Regions from separate parts of the Anser cygnoides genome. Here region 1 is linked to region 2. A link is a contact called in public Hi-C data. All regions are on one chromosome and are shown on one strand. Each heading gives the region's core, a stretch centred on a gene start, on an enhancer-like site or on the middle of the called end of the contact. The rest is flanking DNA. Distances are from core to core; before and after follow the strand shown.

Region 1 (4,189 bases), core at 1,045-3,544, 110 kb after region 2:
ACGGCAAAGCCTTAGCGTAAGCTAATATTAAAAGACAAATGGAATAATAAGGAATTTGGAAGAAAAAACAGACATTTGGCTTTGAACTGTAATTTCTACATGGGCAAAAGGTTTCTAATGTGTATAACTCAGTTTATAGGGCCACAATATCACATTCATCAACAAACACTTGTAAATATTTGTTGAAAGATAAGACAATATGATAAGACAAAAGCACTCGCCTTTCATATATGCTTTACGAAAACCAAAGGAAAAATCTAGCAAACTGAAGCATGGATTTATTAAATTACTGGTTTATTGGCTATATATTACACTAGTAGTAGGAAATCTTTCCAGAAGTTCAAATGAACAATCAAAAGATCAATGGGAAGCTACATACAAGCATAACCAAAATGATTATCTATGATTATTTTACACACACACAACACACCCTACAATATACTAAGAATCTACATACAATTTTAGTCATTGCTTTGAATCTCATTGGTTAAGAGGAAATACCCAAGAGTCGCTTGTTAAAATATTGCAACTAATCATAAGTTATATATATATATATGAGCCAAGATAATGAACAACCCAGGAAAATGGTAGTAGTTTTGGTTACAGATTTCAGCTCTGCATTCCTCACCAGGAAGTTACGCTTAAAAAAAACAACTCACAACTTCCGACACGTATTCCACCCAGAGGCTCTAGAGAAAAACATATACCAGCTACCTGACTAGAACTTAGTAATTATCTGACAAATTCAGTCCTCCTGTTTTTAGTGGTCCTACCTTTCATTGTAAAGTTTGATTCATCCTTCCATAACAAAACTGCTAAATAATTCGTGTTCCTCCCTTGAACATGGGCATATGATTAAAAAAAAAAAATTAATACAACTATTCCTACTTTGTCATCCTGGCCATCCAAACTGTCCTCCTTTCCAGTTAATTTCTTCAGTTTCTTTTTAGGCATCTTCAAACCCTAAGGGAAAAAAAATAAGTGTTAGTATTATTATTTACTTCAAATTTTAACCCTTACTGGTATAGAAATAATTTAACTTCATTATGAAAAAAAAACAACTTTGTTTTCTCTTCCAAGTACGAGCCACAGCAAATTTGAACAGTGTTGACAATCCATATCTCACTGACAAAACTACCCAGAAGAAAGGGTGGCCATTCCTTACTCTACTATCTGCTTCCGAGATGTAGATTTTCTACTAGTAAACATACCAGATGAGCAGAGGCTAACACCCTTTTATAGCCTTTATTATAACAGTGAACTTCTAAAGCAGTTCCAACTCTAATTCTTGCCTTAGACTCCCCCCTTCCCAGGAAGGAAGATGTTATACGACACAGGGCCCTTTGGATGCTGAGCGACAAAACTACACGTGAAGCAATACCAAATTTGCCATGACTTACTACAGAATTGAAATACTAGTTTTTGCCAATGATAAGCAAAGAGCAGAACTGGATGACAGAGAGGAACAGTAAGCAGTTGCTAAAGCTCAAGTCAGTTAGGTCTCTCACCGTAAAGAGACTAACAGGGAAATCTGCTCCACAAACAAGTCTCACCCTGCTGTCACACCAGGACAATGCCTTCGCCAGGCTGCCCCCCTGGTCCAGCCGCCCAAGGAACACAATTAGTGCTCCCTCAAACCGTGTATTTAACGCAGGCTGAGCCTGGGAGACCTCCCTGCTCCCTGGTGAGCTTGTCACCTCATTACTTCTGCCCCAAACCTGGACGTGCTGCCTCTCCGACCGTGCCTCGCCCCAGCTCGACGCGCCCCATGCGAGCAGCGCAGCGAGGAGCTGGACGAGCCTCGTGCCTGGCGCGGCGCTCTGGGGGCACAAGCCGCTCACCCCCGCCGACGAGGCCAGCGGCGGGCGTGGAGGGCCGTAGGAAAGCTTCACCGCCCGCTCCCAGACCCCGCAGCCGGCTTCCCGAAGCACCGGCCAGCCGCCGGCGGAGCGGTGCCGCAGCAACTGTTGAAGTAACCGCGGCCGGAGCCTCCCCTTAGCTGAGGCCCAGCAAGTCCCGGCAGCGCCTGCCCCGGCGCTCGGGGCACGAACCGGGCGGCCTCCCCCCGGCCCCGGCCCCGGCCCCGGCCCCGGCCCCGGCCCCGGCCCCGGCCCCGGCCCCGGCCCCGCCTCGCACCCACCGCCCCGCCGGCGTCGCAACGGCTCGGCTCGGCGCGGGGCGCCTCAGCCCCTCGCCCCGCTCCGGCCCAGAAAGCGACCGCTCCCTGCTCCTCGCTCCTCCTCCCCCCGTCCTTCCCCCGCCGCGCAGGGCCCGGCCCGCGGCCCAGCGGCGCTCTGGGAAGTGTAGGCGGCGCTCGGCACCTCCCCGCCCGCCCCGCCGTCGCCGCGCCCCCCGCCCGCCTCCGTCCCTGCCTCCCTGCGAGGCGCGGGGATCTCGGTCCGGCCTCTGCTCGCCTGCCGCACGCCCCCGGAGAAGATGGCAGCGGAGGAGGCCGCGGAGGCCGCGCTGGCTCAGCTGCCCCCCGAGCGGGAGCGGGACGAGGAGGAGGAGGAGGACGAGGAGGAAGAGGAGGAGGACGAGGAGCGGAGCCCCGGGGGCGGCGGCGAGGCCGCGGCGCTCAGTAAGGGCCGCGCGGGGGGAGGGCGCGGGCAGCGGCTCCCGGCGGGCGCTGAGGGGGCGGCCGCCATGTGGCGCCGCGGCGTGAGGGGCGATCGCTGCGGAGCGCGGCCGCAGCGCCGAGCCGGGGCCGGTAACAAAGAGCGGCGCTCGGCCGTGCCAGCCCGCCGCCCCGGGCAGCCGCTGAAGGTGCGAGAAACGGGCTGCGGGGTGCCCGGTCACCGGCGGTGCGGGCTCTTTTCCTGTGGTAGCGTTAGCAGCCGCCTCGCAGCACGTGCGGCCGCGTGCAGGCCTGTTTCTTCTTACAGCTCTCTCACCAAAAAAATCTTAGTTTTGTCTCTTCCGTTAATAAGCTGCGTAGAAACCGTCACCAGGCACCACGTAACTCTTTAATAGATGAGTAGGCAGGACATCGAAGTATGTCTCAGGTGAGTTTTCAGCTTTAAAAATAGATCTGTGAGAAATACAGCGATACTCTGAGTTGCAGGGCTGGTCTGGATCTGATTCAAGGTACTTGGAAGAATTTTGCTCTGCGCTTTCTCCATTTTTCTAAACTATTTTTCTCTGATCTCTGTCTTCAGGTGTTCATTCCTCTTTTTATTTCTTTGTAATAGGCAAGATCCGTGTCAAACTGCAATGTTTAAAAGCAAACAGACAAGACAAAGCAAGGGAGACTTAAGAACTGCTGTAAGATCTATTCGGGCCTTACCCTGTCTGTAGTAGTGGCCAGAAGTAGATGACTGGGGGAAGAACAGAGCAACCAGCCGACCATCAACGCATTCTCCAGAAATACTTTCAAACACAAAACACCTTGTGGCTCATCATTTTCTTGAGCCAAAGGTAGCGCTTTGGGGTTTAAAAGCCTGTTATGGATTTCTCTGCAGTATAATTCTTTCTTTGGCACTCACAGACTTGCAGCAGCCAGTGGCAGGGAGGTCTGCAGCATAGCAGTAGGTTATACAGAAAACTTCTGCTCTGATTTTCCATCTGCTCTTTCCATTTGGTCCATCCCAGGTTCTGCTGGAGCACTGCTGATGTCTGTGCTCCCTCTGTGTCTCATGACTTTATGGATGTTATGTACGGGCTGAAAAGTCATAGCCTGTTCTGTTGTTTCTCCATGGCTAAGAACCTATGCCATAAATCTGTTGTTTCTTGTCACCATTTTTTGGAACTTTGCTGGTTCTGTGTCCCTTTTGAGCTTGGGGGATATGTGGCAATACTGTTCAATACGCAGGCTTTCTGCATTTTTTCCTAGAACTTCCTTATGCTGGGTTTTGGAGAGGATTTATACCTGTTCTTTCAATCAAAATTGTTTAAAACCCTAAGATTGTAATCCTGATGATGCTCAGCTCAGAGCCCATCCATTCGTTCCATTCATATGTGAAATGAAGATTATTTTTCTCCCATGTCCACCACTTCTCTTTGTTTGTTTCATTGCCCACTCAAATGCCTTTTTCCAGATTGTTCAACTAGTCATAAACAGTTCTAAACTTCTGCTTTTAAACTTTATTTATCACTACTCTATGGTTAAACATATTTGGACTTCCTGCTTGCCTGCCTTGTCTTGTGTTGCATTTTGCCAGAAAATAACATGCAAATATTATTTTATTAA
Region 2 (4,772 bases), core at 1,821-4,320:
TCAATATGTTAAGCTGAAATATCTATTCCAGTCATCAGGTAATCTTGCAACGTATTAACACTGTCATCCATCCATAATAAAATTAATCATCAACAGCTAAACAGAGAGATCTTAACAGGACAAAAACCAAACATTTTGTAAAAACCACAAGCTTTGCACATTAAATTCTTTCTAAATCAAGTCGTTTGTATTTCCAGTTAGGAAAATGTGATCCAGAATGAAAAGGTTTCCCTGAAAAAGATCATCTTTCCAAGCCTAAATTTCTCTGAAAATTGCAAACATCTTCACTGTAGGAAGCGGGACAAGAGCAAGACAACAGATCTCCCGAAATCTGTGATGCCTGTATCATTTCAGCTCAAAATAGTTGGTGGAAATCTGACCACCATGTTCTTTCCCTTCCTCTGTCAATAATATTTAAATTCAGCTAAAATTGGTTCAAAGAAACTGTTCATAGACTGTCTTTCTGGACTCGTGCTTCACCTGAACTAATAATTCCTTCCCAAACACAGCATGGCTTATCAGCAGAGTAATCCCATGAGAGATTTCAATGCAGTATTCTAAAAGAAAGCATCAAACTTCAAAGATATTTTCCTTCTGGTTTCAATGCACTCGTTTATATCAATATAACAAAGAAAGCATTTGCTGTGAGAAAAAGCCTTCACTGTATTATGAACATAATAAATTAAAACTGGCCCTTTGGAATTCTAGCCTCATTTAGGCCACTAAAATAAATCCACAAACATTTAATTTGTCTGAACTCTAATGATTTGTTCTTCCTCTGAGGACATTAATGCATTAAGACCAAAAACTGCCACACATACCTCTTTCTATTTACCCACTGTAAACAGAAAAGGGGCCTGAGTTACCAACTGAAGAGTGAGATTTGAACTGACCCTAATATCAGGAGTGCCCAGTGCAGGGCTTTTGGTATGGGCCTTCCTCCCATTATCAGGCTCTTTAGTGACAGACAAATCTTAAGAAGTTAAGGTAAAGCTCCTAACATGATTCAAGTCAGTGGTAGTTTTGATATTGAATTCAGATCTACATCCACATCTCTTTGTCCCTTTCACAGCAAATGCAGGGTTTTTAATGAGATTATCATCTGTCTCTGCAGAAAGTAGATGCACAAATACCACCAAGCAGTACCATTTCGGGAGCTACTGCCAGCCTCAGGCGCGATTTTCAGTCTCAAGGAATCCAAGTCAGCGTGAGCTCCATAACACTTCACTCCTGTTTTTACAAAAAATACAGTTCCAGTGGGGCCACTTCCACCCCGAGAAGTCAGTTTGCAGAGAAACCAGTTTGGGATTATCAGTGACTTGATAGAAATCAAGCTGTGAGCTGTCTGTGCCTGCTTGCCACTCCAGTCACCAATCTACTGTTCATTATCAGCACCTAATAGGCTCAGAGCCAGCAAATAGGAAATAGCAGGTGGAGAGGATGAACTGGAATTTAGACAACAGGACACAAGCCTTTTAAGGCATCCGATTTACAAACACGGAAGAAATTGACACCCAGGCTTTTTCTTTTGTCAAGCCACTGTCTATCAGGAAGTACCTACTGGCATGTTTTCAAACTCTTATATCAAACTCTGTCAAAGAAGGGCAAGCAGGGAAGAAAAAAATTCAAAAGGTGGTGTTAACATTCATCTACTGACCAATATATTTGTATAACATCTAAATGAAGCAGCATGCCAAAGGTTCCATTTGCAAATTAAGGCTTGCTCTATAATCCTCAGTTTGCTTTAGATTTGTACTGATGTAGTAAAAAAAAAAAAAAAACCTATATATACCTGATTACATTCATATGTTTTGCAACAATTCAGTTCATGAAATCAACAGCAACAACAACAAACCCAAATATTGATATATTTCCTAAGTCTGAAAGCCCCGTGTGTTTTGGTTTTCTGCCTTATCTGGCCAATACACATGGCCTTATAACGTATTATGTGTTTTCTAAAAGTCAATTTTTAATCAACTGCAGTCTTAGTGACCTCCTCTGGAGCATTCAAAGTACAGTCCAGGTTTGGTTTACATATTGATAGGTCACTCCAGAACAAGATCAGTGATCCATGGAAGCATTTCATATGAAATTCAGCCAACAGCATACTCCGCCAACAGCTGACCGTACTGAAAGCCATCCTGGGCATGCATGGTAACTACCTTTTCTAGCTGAGCCTGGTCCAGTCTCCCTCCAGACAGTCATCACTCTGTTGCAGGTATATCTAGCTGTGTCTCGCATGATTTCCTCTGGATCCAGGCTGAATTCAGTCCCTGTTTCTCCTAAGAGGTCTTTCAGGCATGCCTGCACTCACCTCTTGTCCCAGTGCTTTCTGTAGAGATGCATATCTGTAGTTGGTTTCACTTTCCAAAAAACAGGGACCCAGTTGTACAGTTCCACACACTCCCCCAAAATGCTGCTTAGCTCTTCAGGCATCTGGCAGCAGATGGTATCCTCAATACCAGTGGGAACTACTGTGAGCGTCAAAGCAGGCAATCAACTGATGTACCCAATACACGTAAAACTCTCAGCAGAGAGTCATCCTCACTCCCCACCATCCTGAGATGTAGGGAACATTGAGGAAATGCAGTGAGGGTGCAGCACTGGAGGACGGTAAGCAGGGCAGAGGGTATGCCAGGCAGCAGGGATACGCAGCACCATCTCCCAGGCCAGGAGCATCAGGAAGTTTCCACAACACTTGCAGTGTGCTTCCTTCAGCAACCTTGGAGCTAAAACAGAGTGGCCCTAAGGACACTCTATGCACCTTGTGGGGATACAGCTTGTCTGGTTTGTCCTTACGTGATTGAGCTCTGAGCAGAAAGGGAGAAGGATCTGGGCATACCAAAACCGTACCATCAAAACACCTACATATTACAGCAAGAAGTGTTATTAAAATGAGTTACACAAGCATAAAAGGATCTACAACAGGCAAGGGAAAATATGAACACAGACTCCTCAGAGTAAATCAGAAGTTTGCTCTTTGTGCAGCTATCATAGATCATCCTATTCCTGGACACTGCTGTAATATTTCTGTCTCGAATGAAAACTGAGCAGAAATATGTTTTATCCTGTCTATTGGAAAAATTTCTCAAACCCACTAGCAGGTTTGTTTTGTTCTCTAGGAGTTTATACAAGGCGCCTTTATACAGCTAACCAGCAAGATGGATGGAAATCTTGAATTCCATGTTTTTAGCCAGCTACTTTAATTTACTTTAGCTACTTTCAAAGTGTCCCAAACACAGCAATAATCTGTAGTATTAAATAAAATTGGATTTACTTTAGCACTAATTGAACTGTGCTACCTGCCACCCCTTGTTTTGTATACAATAGGTAAATAGTACAAGTAGTTTTGTGGAGTTACTCTGGGAATAGTTTATTTCTGTTTCCCTTCTCAAAGCTGCACAGAGTGTTCCCTCAGGTTCACACTTAACCTACTCCTTGTGCTAACATTGTGTTGATGTTTTTAACCACCTGAAATATATTTGTTTTAATGACCCATATCCTGATGTCAACCTGGCCACAAAAATAAGTTCATAAAAGTACTGGGAAATAGAAGGTACAAGTTCAAAGGCAGGCATTTCTGTTTTGCCTGGTTTAGGGTCGTGCTGGCCAGCTTCCAGGGAACAATGGTTGCATCTTGTTTACACAAGGCCGAGCAGACAACCCCTTCCTGCCAGGAGTACTTGAAAGCCTGCTGTCAAAGTGGGCTACCTGCCTGGGAAATGGGCAAGGAGGCAGAGACCCGTCATCTGGAAAGGTTATTTTTCCCACAGTCGGGAGGACAGCTAGAACTGCCCTTCCTCCTCGTATGTTGTTTTCAGTTTGAATCAAGATTGCACTCTCTAAAGCGTCAGATCCACTCCACAAACCTGTAAACAATCATATTCTCTTTTAAATATTTACAGCAGAAAGAAAACAGGACAAGTTTTGGTCACTTTGCCGCAGGAGTATGTATGACTACTGTGTAGTTACAACACTAGTGCAGTCTTACACTTGCCTCACATCCACCCAGGAAATTGCTTTATGCAGTGCTTTCTACAAAGAGCTGGGCTAAACTGTTCCCTTATTTTACACAGATCACTAGATTGGACCTCTCCAATAAAACACAATATGTGCTGTGTCCTTGCAGAGGTATGGGCTGTTTACCTAAGCTTGCTAAAACAGGATTTGATCTGCAGTATGTTGAGCAAATATACCACTGTCTTAAAGGTGAAAAGAGAATCTGAGTAGTGTGTCAGCCAGCCAACCTTTAACCCTTTGAAAAGTCATGCTTAAACAAATGTGAACCAAGAATACAGGCTAATTAAAATAAGGCAACAAGTTGTCAAAGCAGTATACCTTCCTGCCTGGATGGGGCAAGTGCTCTAGTGGCTAAAGGTTTCTTTCCTCGAGGTAGAAAGGGACATTGCCACAGGACATTCTCACAAGGAACTGCCACCAGAGTATAGCTACCAAATCATGGATGTGCAACACGCTGAAACAAATTCCTCTCCAAATGCAGCCATCAATGAAAGATTAATATCAGACCTGGAGGGTATTGCAAGTGGGACCATATCACGTTTAGGGCGAGTCTAGAACTCATATCTTAATGCAATAACTTGGGTGAGAATAGAGGAAGTGTGCTTATAAAATTTGCGACGCAATTGCAGATGCTTTGGAGGACAGGATAAGAACTGAAAGTTGGCACAACAAATTGAAAAGGAGGTCAAAAAGAAAAGAAACAGGACCCCAAAGAGCTTATCTACCCTGTCTGACCCACAGGATCGGTTCTA

What was found. A called contact is a pair of places that touch in the nucleus more often than the background predicts.
Region 1: a Hi-C map of liver shows a contact between it and region 2, with 6 times the contacts expected there. The contact joins the promoter of SWT1 here to the enhancer-like site in region 2. A contact is called at or near these places in 2 of 7 Hi-C or Micro-C datasets (both in liver).

What each region holds. Positions count from the first base shown.
Region 1 is chr8:16,641,374-16,645,562 of Taihu_goose_T2T_genome, forward strand. It overlaps SWT1 (SWT1 RNA endoribonuclease homolog), which reads right to left and starts at 2,295. Exons shown (of 19, transcript XM_067001477.1): 1 at 2,137-2,295; 2 at 889-963. The coding sequence starts at 954. It overlaps TRMT1L (tRNA methyltransferase 1 like), which reads left to right and starts at 2,387. Exons shown (of 16, transcript XM_048059239.2): 1 at 2,387-2,581. The coding sequence starts at 2,437.
Region 2 is chr8:16,527,936-16,532,707 of Taihu_goose_T2T_genome, forward strand. No RefSeq gene overlaps it. Among named protein-coding and RNA genes, the nearest start is that of IVNS1ABP, 52 kb to the right of the region's middle. Within about 2 kb of position 3,071, at least 3 of the 3 cell types and tissues checked have open chromatin away from gene starts, as enhancers often do. A contact at or near this core is called in liver, where this site is marked.